Linked DNA regions of Ovis aries: region 2 is linked to region 1. A link is a contact called in public Hi-C data. All regions are on one chromosome and are shown on one strand. The core of a region is the stretch at or near the end of the contact, and the rest is flanking DNA. Distances in the headings are between cores, read along the strand shown. Region 1 overlaps RREB1 (ras responsive element binding protein 1). Region 2 overlaps RREB1 (ras responsive element binding protein 1).

Region 1 (6,334 bases), core at 894-3,393:
CTACTCCCGGGGAGGCCAAGAAGCCTGAGCAGGAACCCGGGAGCAGCGAGCAGACTTCCCCGGGCCCACCGGCCTGCCCCACGCTGCCGGCGACCTTGGGCGCCAGCGAGGCCCTGGAGAAGCCAGGGGTCCCCGCCGCGGCATCTTCAGCGGCCAGCCCTCTGGAAGCTGCGGCGCTGCCCCCGCAGGGCCCCGTTCAAATCGCCGTGCCCCTCTACTCCTCAGCCGTGGTCAACAGCTCTCCGCTCTTGGGCAGCTCCACTCTCGGCAGCCCGGCCTTGCTGCGGCCGCTGCGTCCCAAGCCCCCTCTGCTCTTGCCAAAGCCCCCCGTGACGGACGAGCTGCCCCCGCTGGCCTCCATCGCCCAGATCATCTCATCCGTGTCCTCGGCCCCCACCTTGCTGAAGACCAAGGTGGCCGACCCGGGGCCGGCAGGAACTGGCAGTACTGCCGCGGCCTCAGACAGCATCGGGGGTGCCCTCCCCAAAGCCACCACCGACGTCACCAGCCCGAAAGAATCCAGTGACTCACCCCCCTCCTCCAACAGCCCAGAGGCAGCCTCGCCCACCGAGCAGGGACCAGCCAGCTTGTCGAAGAAGAGGGGCCGGAAGAGGGGGACGCGGAGCCGGGCACGCAGCAGCGGCGGGGTGGACCTGGACTCCAGTGGGGAGTTCGCCAGCATCGAGAGGATGCTGGCCACCACGGACACCAACAAGTTCAGCCCGTTTCTGCAGAGCGCGGAGGACGACGCCCAGGACGAGGTGGCCGCAGCCCCCGCAGACCACAACGGGCCCAGCGACGAGGAGCAGGGCAGCCCGCCCGAGGACAGGCTGCTGAGGGCGAAGCGCAGCTCATACACTAACTGCCTGCAGAAGATCAGCTGCCCGCACTGCTCGCGGCTCTTCCCCTGGGCCAGCTCCCTGCAGAGGCACATGCTCACGCACACCGGTAAGAGGGCGGGCAGCGCGGAGCGGCGCCACGCGGCCCTCCTCCGCACCCCGCTTCCCAGCTTGTCCTCCTCTTCAGGCCCAGGAGTGGGGGGGCTTGCCTGATGGCCCAAGAGTCAGTACCCAGAATGGGCCCCCAAGGGCGTCTGGCAAAGGGAGATGCTGGGGTGTTTTCAGGTGCGGTGGTCCTGGGCCATCTCGTCCCTTGGTTGGGAGGAGGCAGGTAGGGGAACGGGGACTTCGACAGAAGAATTTGCATCCCATCCTCAAGGCAGCTTTTAAAACTGCAAACATTCTGTGATGTTCTTTTGACTGTTGTGCATTCTAAAGGGGTCTATTGCAGATTGTGCAGCCACTTTTCAGTTCACTGAGGCGACCACGCCTTCTTCCGGATATTGTCATCAGTGTCAGACTAGTTGTAGAATTTAAAAATGTTTTTGCTTGTACTAAGGTGGATTGTTCCAGAGAAACATGAGATTATATTCCTCTAAGTAACAGATTTAAGTTGTCAAACAGATAGCCCCAGAGTATTTTTCAAATGTTTTCATATATTGATTTTTAAAGAGAAGTTTAAGATAAGAAATACACTTTAAATAATTTGACTCCAGGTAGTTAATGGTCGAGTGACCATGCAACTCCCATCTTAATTCTGAGTCACTGAGGATTCAAACAGGATTTATATCTTTGAACTAAGGGTAGTTTGGGTGAGATTCTTAACCTTTTGGAGATGACCACCCAGATATAAATTGATCAGACCTGAACCAGAAGAGTTGTGCAGTACAAGATTGCCAGATAAAATGCAGGACCCCAGTTAAGTCTTGGATTTCAAATAAGCAACAGATGATTTTTAGTGTATGCATCTCACGTGCACTGTTTGGGGTAGGCTGAAGGGGCACATGGGGAGGGGATGGCAGAGCCGTTGTGGGTGACGAGGGCCCCGGGGGGCTTCAGGAGGAAAGCGTTTCTCAGAAGGCACCCCCCACGGCAGTCTCTCTTGCCGCCCTGTTGGGGTGGCACCCGCCTGTCACCCGCAGGGTCTCTGAGAAGTGAACACTCCTCTCCTGACTTCTCGGCAGACGGGGTCTGAGGAGCCGGCGCTGCCTGCCCGCTCACTCCTCCCCCGGGTCCAGCACGTCCCCCTGGCTCTGGAATGTTCTGTTCTCTTCCCGGGAAGCCCACGGTCTCCCTGAGAGGACTGTACGGCGGGTACTTCCTCTCCAGACTTGTGCCAAGTCTCTGCAGGCGTCTGGTAGGAGTTCCCATAAAGTGCCCAGGCGTCCTCTTGGTTTAAGATTAGGAGGCGGGGGAGAGGGGAGTGGGAGACAGGGCGGGCGGGAGCAGGTGTGACCTTGTTTTCTCCGCTCAGTCACCGCGCCCCTGGGGTCACTGTCCCTGTCTGTCTGCCCTGTGTTCCTGCCGTGGGCATCGCAGGCCTCGTCTCTGGCGGGCAGAGCAGCCGTCCAGAGCTCGTCTTGGTGATGGGCCATGAGAGCCATGCTGTCCCCATCTTGCCCAGAGGAGACCGAGGCTCAGGGAGGGTTGAGTGATTGGCCTGCAGGCGTTCTGGTGGTCCTGGGTTGGGAGCCTGGCCGGGTCCCTGCCGCCGCCCCTGCCCTGTCTGAGGATATGGGGGTCGTGCGTGTCCTGACCTATCCCCAAGGCACAGGATGTGGAGGTGGTTTGAGACAAGGTGTAGCGTGGCTGTGGACCCCGAGCTGCTGACAGGATGGTGTTAGCGCCCCGTGGGCTCAGTTGCCCTCCTCTGCTCTTTCACAGCCTCAGCTTCCAGAGGCAATCTCTGCATCAAGCTGCTTAGTGCTTTTAGGGAGCGTTCAGCAGCAGGGACAGCGAATTCCAACATCTCTGCAGGGTCTCCCAAACATGTTTGCAGGCCATCCCGCCACCTAAACAGGCAGCATTAAGCAGCCCAGGGTTGAGTGTCCAGCTGGGGGTTCGCTGCTGCTCAGGCAAGGGGCGTGTAGTCTCAGCACTTTCTCTGCGTGGCTCAGGTTCTAGGAGCCGTGTCTCAGGAGGAAGCTGGCGTGGCTGGCACAATCCGTGTCCTGGCTCAGTCTGCACTCAGCTCCTTCCTCCTTCCACTCCCCTGCTGGCCCGAGGCATCTAGTTAAGGGGGGCCACCCTGGCTCCTTCCTCTCAGCCTAACCAGTCCGCCTCTTCAGAAGATGGCTCACTGGTTTCCGCCTTTTCCCCTTGTGAGCGTCCCGTGTGTTTTCAGGCTACAGGTAGAAGAGACAGTGCCAGAAAATGGTTCATTTCAGCCCCACCCGACTTCCTTCTGGTGAAATGGAGCGTCGGGACCCTGTGAGGGCTGAGGTGCCTCCAGCTCTGCCAGTCCTAGTCCCTGGCCTCGCCCACTTCCTCGTGGTTGGTCTCACTGATCTTTCTTGCCAGCCTGGATCCCACCTACCTCTCCCACCCTCTGTTCACAGACACCACGTTGGGCTGGAGTCTGTGGGATGCACGCCTCAGTGTGGAGAGCGCTCCCAGTGGGATGCATGCCTCAGTGTGGAGAGCGCTCCCAGTGGGATGCACACCTCAGTGTGGCAAGCTCTCCCAGCCTCGCTGGGGTTTGACTGCTTTTCACTTTCTTAGGAGGCAGCTCTGGGAGTGTCTTCCTGGCCAGCCCTGCATCATCTCTGCCCGATCCTGAAAGAAAGAGACCCGGGGGCAGGAGGGCGATGGAGGGCTGGCTGAGGGGGCGAAGGCAGGTCATCACACTTACTCTGGGCATTCACCCTTTATTCCCTCCTGCCCTGGCTGCCAGACAGCGCCATGTGCCTCTTGTAAAATTTCTGTCTTCATTTCTTGACTGTTCTGACACCGCGAGCGTGGGTCGAAGGATGTTATAGGTCTTTGGTGCGAAGGCAGCTGCCTGTGGTCACAGGTGCATTTAGAAACAGCCCTTCTGACGCAGTCTTCTGTGCCTGTTACCAAATGGATGAAATCGTCAGGTACCTTCCATACGGATCACCAGTCAGCAAGGCTTTTCTGAAGACTGTGACAGCAACATACTAGAAGGGCTCTTGTTTCCTCTGTCCATGCAGTCTGCAGGGCACGCTGCTGTTTAAAATGTGTGACTTACACAGTGAAAGGGGGACTTTTAAAGGCTCCTGTTGGTTGTCACTTTGGGAATCTTCCTAATTGGATACAATACTTCCAGGTCATTGAGTTGGTTTCTAAACTTAGCCTTAGCATGCATCTTCCTCATTATGAGACATCCGCCTGGCTCTTGAAACGGGCTGTAAAAGTGAAGCGTTTACTAGCGTGGAGATCGTAGAGTACCTCAGATAGTAGGGAGAAGCAAGAAGCCAGCCGCTCTGTTTGAAATCAAGAACGAGATCACAGCTCACAGTCACAGCTTCTGACTTGTTTTCTCCTCGGGCCTGTTTCTCTTGTTTTCACACTGGCCTGACTCAGGGAGACTGTGATTGTATTCCCCTTGGAGAAAGAAATGTTAAAGGGAAAATATTTTCTTCTTCCTTACAACAGAGCCTGAATAATTATTAAACATTAGGTTTGACATTTAGTGAAAAGTAATTTGAAGGGCACACACACACACAAAGAAAACTAAAATACTTGACAACTCGTCTTCACACAAAAAGCATGACTTTCTCTTTTTTTTTAACATGGGAATTTTTATAAATTTAGCACAAAACACCTGCAAAGTTTGTGAAGCACGGGTTCTCCAGTTCATCCTCTCAGGCCCACGTGGAGCTCCCTAGAGTAACTGTTTTTAAAATTTTCGGCTGTGCTGGGTCTTCGTTGTTGTGCACGAGCTTTTCTCTAGTCCCAGCGCGTGGGGCTGCTCTCCAGCCACGATGCACTGGCTTCTTACTATGCTGGCTTCTCTGGTTGCAGAGCGCAGGATTGAGGCATGTGGGCTCGGGAGGCGTGCCTCCTGGACGCCAGAGCACAGGCTCAGAGGTTGTGGCCCTCGAGCCTCGCTGCTCAGCGGTGTGTGGGACCTTCCCGGACCAGAGATCGAACCCCGGTCTCCTGCACTGGCAGGCGGATTCTTTACCGCCAAACCCCCAGGGAAGCCCCGCACATGACTGGTTTCTGATTCCACTTACCCGTCCTTCTAACTGCACTGTCTCTAATGGTTCTAGACATCTGTATTTAAAAACTTCTACCAGCAGTCTGGAACCATCTCTCAGAAGGGAGTGGACGTCCCTTTCTTTGGCTACCGCTGATGCTCAAACTTGGGGTGTGTGGATTCAGGCAGTGCGAGTCCTTCCAGTCCTGGGGATCCCGGGCAACAGGTCCGTGTTGTCTATTCCCCAGGTGTGTGGGTGCGTGTGCCTGCACTGGCTCTGGGGCCTGGTGATGCGAATCAGACTCTAAATGGAAGACCAGCCCCCACGGCGGGTTGAGGGAGCAGTGCTGGCTGGCTGCCTTGGGGGCAGGGGGGCGGGTGTCTTTCTGTCTGTCTGACCCGGGTGTGTGTGTGTGTGTGTGTGTGTTTCCAACCAGGGCAGCCCTGGGGTCACAAGAGAGCAGTGAGCCCTGTTTGTTGCTACACAAAGCCTTTTCCCAGTGACCTCAGAAGCTGCGACCTTGGAACGTGGCAGCTGGGGAAAGCAGAGGACTCCAGTGAGGCAGCAGACAGTAGCCCACCCCTGTGTCCTGAAGCCCACCCCCTTCCTTCCCCACCTGCCCTCTTCTTTCCTTCTCTTTGGCGTCACTCTGTGCCCTGGCTCTGCCGTGCGTCCATCCTTGCAGGCACAGATCAGGCGCTGTGGAGCCCCCAGAAGGAGTCCTAATGGAAGGGGAGGGGGTGCTGGTCACAGCAGATAGTGGCCAGGACAGGCAGGTTGGTGGGGTGCTCGGGGACCCAGCTTCTTCACACTCAGGATGCTGAGTGAAGCACGTGGTCCCTGGGGAGACTCGTCCCTGGTGGCCCCTCATCTCCCACCGGCAAGAGTGTAAAGCGAGGGGGCAGACCCGACACCCCCCCCTCCACCCCCGTCTGGCTGGCTAGAGCCACAGCACCCTTGAGCAGAGGTCCCACAGGAGGCACCCTGGGAAGTCCAGGACTCAGCTCTTCCTGTCCAGGTGGGCGGGTCAGACCCCCAGAGACCCCCAGGGGTTGAAGATGGCCCTCCATCCTGCCCCGCTTCTGCAGTGCTGCCACGCTGGGGATGCACGTGGGCATCCTCGCTGTGGTGGCCACGGTCGGCGTCCTGCGCACGTCCCTCCTCTCATCTCTGTTCTTGTTATTATGTAAGATTTTTTTTTTTAATTGTGAGATTTATTTTAAAGATATGTGTCTTGCTTTCATCGTTATCTTTCAGTGTTTTAAAGACAAATACCTTATCCCAGTCGGGATGAGGGAAGGTGGTCGTTTGCCTTATTGAAGTTCTCGG
Region 2 (6,324 bases), core at 51-2,550, 120 kb before region 1:
GGTGCAGCAGGAAAAGAGGACCTCTGTGTTCAGAGCAGCGGTCCTCCAGCCCGCTGGTAACTCTTTCCACCCTGTTTTGTTTTGTTTTGTTTTTTTCTTTTTGGCTGTGCCATGCGCCATGTGGGATCTTCCTTTGCACTGGGAGCAGGGAGACCACTGGACACCCCAGGGAAGGCCCTCCACTGGGGTCTATCAGGGCCCTTCCCCAGCTTTCCTGATATCTTGGTTTGCCTTTGGGGAAAGCAGGAAGAGCCATTCCAGGCAGGTCTTTATGGCTGCAGGTGTTTTCAGCCGGCTTCTCCCTGGCAACACCTGGCATTTCATGGTCCTCTCACTTTCCATCCTTAAGGCAAGACATGCAGGCAGGGCAGACCTTCAGCAGACCGGGGCAGCTCAGAGGTGTCTGAACAAAGCAGACAGTTCAATTTGTTGGTCGGTTTTAACATCAGCCTCTTTGAAGAGAGTCCGAATCCGTATTTCAAGTAGAGGCCAAACCAGCCAGAGGGACACCGCTGGGATGATTTCGGGAAAGTGCTGGGTCACTTTTGTGTCGCTCTGTGACCCCACGCCAGGCTCCTCTGTCCATGGGATTCTCCAGGCAAGAATACTGGAGTGGGTTGCCATTCCCTTCTCCAGGGGATCTTCCCGACCCAGGGGTTGAACCTGGGTCTCTAGCTTTTCAGGCAGATTCTGTACCGTCTGAGCCACCTTCAGGAACAGGTGATAAAGCAGGGACTTTGGGGCCAGAGAGGCTCACTCTGATCCTGTGAGATCCAATCCCACTAACCCTCCCATCTGCAAGATGGGGCCAGATGTCTGCCTCAGGGAGTGTGGTGAAGGTGAAGTGCGATCCTGCAGGCAGACCACATGGTTCAAGACGGAGTCAGCGCTCTCAGGACATGGCAATTTCCTTTCGTATCCGCTTCACAATCCAGACCTGTTTCCAGGGCAAGCTGTTGTGGCTCGGAACAACTCACTGCAGTCAGTCTTGCAGCCGCCAAGCTAAGGAGAGCCTTTCTGAGGGCTTATCCTCAGCGGCTGGGCAAACGGAAGGGAGCAGGGGTGACACCCTGAGTCGCCAGGAGAGCTCAGGGAGGCTGGAGGCAGAGGGGGACCAGGAGGAGCATCTGTGGGTGTCTGCGCCCCAGCCTGCAGGCCACTGAGCTGCTTTCTCCTCTTTGCCTGGCTTCTTCCTCTGCCTCTGCCCTCAGACCCCCGGGGAATCTGCATCTGGGCCCCACCTCCTGGTGACGCACAGCTGCTGGGGGCGCTGCATGGCCACGTGGCCCTGTCAAGTGCCTTCTGGCAGCTCTGAGTCCCCGGGAGGGCTTTCAGATTTCAAGAAGTGAGAATACTCAGCCCTGGGAGCTGGGGTGGGCGGCCTGAAGGCAAGCCCCAGCTTCCTGTAGCTTTGGACCTCCTGCCAGTCACCCTCTGACCCCAGTCTCCTCCTGTGTACATGGGGGCTGTGAGTGCTGGGCACACATGTGTGAACCAGAGCCGCCAGGCCCTGGCCCTCCCCACGGGGGCCAAATGTGTCTGAAACCAGCTCTCCAGGCCACCTCCTCCTCCTGCACCTCCCCCCCCCCACCCCACCAGGCAGTACCACCTGCCAGGATGAGTGCCTGCCGGGCGGAGGGGGAAACTCCAAGGACCAGCACCTCCCCAGCTCCAATGCGGCTTTGAGAAGTTGTCATCTGGGGACCCTGTTCTGCATAACTGTGACCACGCTGGCTGAAACAGCTCAGCAGTTCCCAGCACAGCCTGGCGACCCCATCACTTCCCACGCGGCCCAGCCTTTCTCAGCCTCCACCGTGAACCTCCTTCTCTTCCGAGACACGAGCTGAGAGCTAGAAACTCATGAATGAATCTTTCACTTTCGGTGTCTTCTTCCTGAATGAGTCGTCACTTCGATTTTTTTTTTTTTTCTCCTAACTCTGCTCTCTGATCTCAAGGACCACATCTGACAGAATCCTCCTGTTTAAAATACGAGGGGGGGAGGGAGGGTGTTTTTTTTTCAATGTCTCTTTATTAATCAAAACGACTTTGGTTTACACTAAACGCCTTATGCAGGACTCATTTAGAAGACTAGAGCTGTTTGTGAGAAAGTGAAAGTAGCTGATAATCCTGTTTTATATGTGTAAAAACTGACAAACCATTTAAACTTTCTTCCTCCTGGTAACAGGAAAAATAAAAAAAAACAGCCAAGGGACTTGAATTTTTGTCACTCTTCTTTTCGCCTCCCGGTGCCTGGGATGAAGATGTCACAGGGCTCTTAGGTGCCACAGTCCTGCTCGACTCTTGAGGCAGGAGGAATAATTGGCTTTTTCCTTGAGAGGAGGGCAGTAGGGCTGTGTCTGAGCTATTCTCTTGCAAATCCCCCTGGGTACTTGATGGTGAAGTCTCACCAGCTTCTAGTCTGCGTCACTTCTCGCTTTCCTTTGAACAAGGGCAACGAGCTGCTCTTTTTCTGCCCAGCCCTCGTGCTGAAAAAATCCAGTAGGTGGCCAGAGAGTCTTTAGAAGACTGAAGACAGCCTCAGAGAGCCACTGGACCGGGTTTTAAAAAGAAAAGTGTGCTAAGATCTTTGTCTAGCCAACAATGCAGGAGGGGCTGAATGGGACCCTGGCCTGGGGACAGGTGACTTAAATTAGGCAAGTTACAAATTGCCGTGTTTGACTCTGGCTAAATGAAATTCTCAAAATAGTCCTTGAACCTAGGCAGCTGAAGCAAGTCCCCAGACCAGACCTCTTGACCGGCCTCATTTCAGCCCCTCATTTATGGTGCAGTGGCCCCGTCTGCCGCCTCTCCCAGGGGCCCCCCTCCCAGCCCCCAGAAAGCTCTGCGGGACGTGGAAGGACTCTGCCAGCAGCGGGGGAGCCCAGCCCTGGGAGTTCTGTGGGCTGAGAACTTTGCCCCTTGGTAAACGACTTTTGTAAAAAAAAAAAAAAAAAAATTCTGAGTTGCGGAGACGGGGAGAAGGAAATTGCTCTGCAGTTCATGGTTCGAGCGCTCTGCTTCCTGTGCCGTCCCCTTGCGAGGCCTACGACGCGAGTGTGAACCTGCCCTCCGGCCCCTGCCCTGCCGGGGTCTGTCTCGTGCGCGCAGGCGTGTGCTGTCTCACGGGGCTGTCCCCAGGAGCGATCTGCATCCTCGAATAAAAGATCCGCTGAATGGACTGGTGCCTTTAGCATTCATGTGGCAGTGGCCTATTATAGATGAAACAGACGTTACGTACAATTTACTACTGTAGCGTTTTTTTAAGCGTACGGTTTACTGGAATTAAGTACTTTCACACTCTTGTGCAACCATCGTCACCATCCATTTTCAAAACTTTCTCATCTCCCCCACTTTAAAGTCTGTCCATCTCCATCACCCTCTGGGAGCCCGCATTCTTCTTTCCATCTCTAGATTTGACACTCCAGGGATGTACTGTGGGTAGAATCATCCAGTATTTGTCCTTTTGCGTCTGGCTTATTTCACTCAGCATAATATTCTCAAGATTCATCCAAGTTGTAGCCTGTGTCAGTTCTTCATCCCTTTTTAAGACTGAGGGATGTTCCGCTGTGTAGACCCCATTCGGTGTCTTCATTCATCATCTGTGAACACTTTTTAGCTGTTGTGAATAATGAGTGTCCGAATATGTTTGAGATTCTGCTTTCAATTCTTCGGGGTATAGATGCAGAAGTGGAATTGCTGGATCATGGGGTAATGCTATTTTTAATGTTTTGAGGAACTGCCATACTGTTTTCCATAGAGGCGCTTCTATTTTACATGCCCACCAGCAGTGCACAAGGATTTAATTTTCTCCACATGCTTGCTGACTGTTGCTGTCTTCTGGTGTTTGGGTCCCAGACCTCCTAATGGGAGTGGGCTGGTGTCTCATGGGAGTTTGGGAGAGTGCGAGGTAATGTGGGTGTTTGATGGTGTGCAGAGCTGAACCCCGCTTCTGTGTTTCTGTGTGATGGAACAGGTGGGAGAAGGCTCCTTACCCTTCCATTGCCTGGGGTCAAGCTCTGAGCCCCTGTTTTCCTCCACTCTAGCTAAGCCCTGTGTGTCTTTGGGCAACTGCACATAAGAGGCCTGTGAACAGGGCTGCTGTTAGCTCCGTCCCAGAGGAAGCATCTTGGAGTGGGCTGGGATGCCTTGAAGATCTTTCTTCGAGCCTGTGGGCAGGAGCAGGGGCGCTCTCTTTGATCAGTTTACTGGGGGGTGTGCTTGCATCAGAAGGCTAACTCACTGCTGACACGGTTTTGAGTTTTACAAAGATATCCTGCTCCTCCTGCTGCTTTTTATTATTTTTATTATTGTTGTTGTTGTTTATTTGGCTTCTCCGGGTCTTAGTTGTAGGATTCAGGATTTTAGTTTCGGCATGTGGGATCTAGTTCTGGACCAGGAGTCAAACCCAGGCCCCCTGCTTGGGGAGAGTGGATTCTTAGCTGATGGACCACCAGGAAAGTCCCTGCTATTGAAAAAGATGCTCACCTACCACAAAAGTACTAGTTTTCCAGGTTAAATGGGAAAAATGAAAGACCTGTCTATGGCCAAGTTTATATTTTAAATGGAATGATTGTTTTTTGATTATTTTGAAAATTGTGGCTTTAACATCAGATTTCTGATGTTATAAAATTCTTTGATAAAATTCTGTAATATAAGGGGATAATACATAAAGTTCAGATGGGTAAGAATAAGTCTAATTAAATTAGTAAACTAATAAAGTAATGCAATTATGTAAAATTTGGGAAATAGAAAAAATATAACACATTCCCATCACTCTGACACGATTTCTGTATCATTTTGATACATTTCTGTTTTGTTTTCTTACTTTAAAAAAATGTTTGTAATAATATGTACATAAAATGTGCCAATAAAGCTTTCCAAAAGGTTTTGTCCATTTACGATGCCAGTAGCAGCTCAACATGTGAAGGCTTCCACTTGCTTCATTCATCCTAGTGGACTTTGAGAATTTCTTTTCCTAATTTAATAGATAAAATTTTTTTAACTACTTGGCTTAATTTATATTTCTTCTGTAAAAAAAAACTTATGTTTCCCTTTTGATTTAATTTTTATTTTTAATGAGTTTTTATTTCTATTATTTATTTATTTGGCTACACATGTTGTGGCATGTGGATCTAGTTCCCTCACCAGAGATTGAACCCAGGGCCCCCTGCGTTGGTAGCAGAGAGCCTTAGCTCTTGGACCACCAGGGAAATCCCCTTGCTCTTTAATTTTGACATAGAGAAAGTTCATATTTCTGTGTGGTCAAGTTTTCTATGGTCTTTTTAAAATGTCCCTTTTATTTCTAATTTTATATTTGTCTATTCTATTCTTTATTTCCAAGTGTTAAAACTTCCCCATCCAGAGATATGATACATTTTTTTGTCTCTGGAAGTATGACAAATTTTGTTTTTAATCTGATTTTTCAGTTTTAAAAATACATCTCTATTTATCTAGTTAATCCACAAGGAATTAATTTGTTGTATGGGTTGAGGTAAGAACTTACCTTGACACTTTCCTTCATGTTGCTAACCAAATGTTCTAACAGTGATTAGTTACTGAATAATTCTGTCCTTCGCTGATGGTTACTGGTGCCTCCTATATGTATTCTAGTGAGTGTAACAGACAGCTCTATTCCTAGTTTATCTATTCTGTTCTGCTATTAAGTTTTTTCTTGCACAGTCCCCATGCTCCTTTAATGATAGACTTATGACTTCCCTGGTGGCCCAGTGGGTAAGAGCCCACCTGCCAGTGCAGGGGACATGGGTTTGATCCCTGGTCTGGGAAGATCCCACCTGCTGCCGGGCAACTAAGCTGGTGCAGCAGATACCGAGCTCACGTGCTGCAGCGGCTGAAGCCCACACACCCAGAGCCCATGCCCCGCAGCAAGAAGCCACCGCAGTGAGCAGGCCGCGGGCCCGGATAGAGAATGGTCGCTGCTCGCCATGCCTAGGGAGAAGCTGCCGCAGTGAGCAGGCCGCGCGCCCCGATGGAGAATGGCCCCTGCTCACCACGACTAGAGAAAAGCCCACACAAAGCAGTGAAGAGCCAGCACAGCCAAAAATAAATCTTAAAAATAATAATAACTCTTCAGCTTGTAAGACCCACTGGGGCAAGGATCCTTGTGCTTTATTTATTGTATTCAGAGCCTGGAACACTGCCAGCGCACCCAATTGCTGGTTGAATGAGTGAGTGATGAATATCAAGTTTCTTTAGTAATGCAAAGAAGTGACATAAAGTCAGTCCATATACTCTAAAATATCTTATTTTTTTGAGTGTGAATTCCACTACTTAGCTGAGGTGTGCATATGAAAACGTGTGCCTGAA

Evidence for each region. Hi-C and Micro-C count contacts between places; a contact is called where the count stands out from the background.
Region 2: a Hi-C map of omental adipose tissue shows a contact between it and region 1, with 2.9 times the contacts expected there. The contact joins two enhancer-like sites. A contact is called at or near these places in 4 of 16 Hi-C or Micro-C datasets (blood, liver, omental adipose tissue and 1 more).

The regions. Positions count from the first base shown.
Region 1 is chr20:47,221,695-47,228,028 of ARS-UI_Ramb_v3.0, reverse strand. It overlaps RREB1 (ras responsive element binding protein 1), which reads left to right. Exons shown (of 13, transcript XM_060403789.1): 10 at 1-948. Among named protein-coding and RNA genes, the nearest start is that of SSR1, 56 kb to the right of the region's middle. Within about 2 kb of position 2,143, at least 7 of the 54 cell types and tissues checked have an H3K27ac peak or open chromatin away from gene starts, as enhancers often do.
Region 2 is chr20:47,344,872-47,351,195 of ARS-UI_Ramb_v3.0, reverse strand. All of the region lies in intron 1 of RREB1 (ras responsive element binding protein 1), which reads left to right. Among named protein-coding and RNA genes, the nearest start is that of RREB1, 28 kb to the left of the region's middle. Within about 2 kb of position 1,300, at least 18 of the 54 cell types and tissues checked have an H3K27ac peak or open chromatin away from gene starts, as enhancers often do.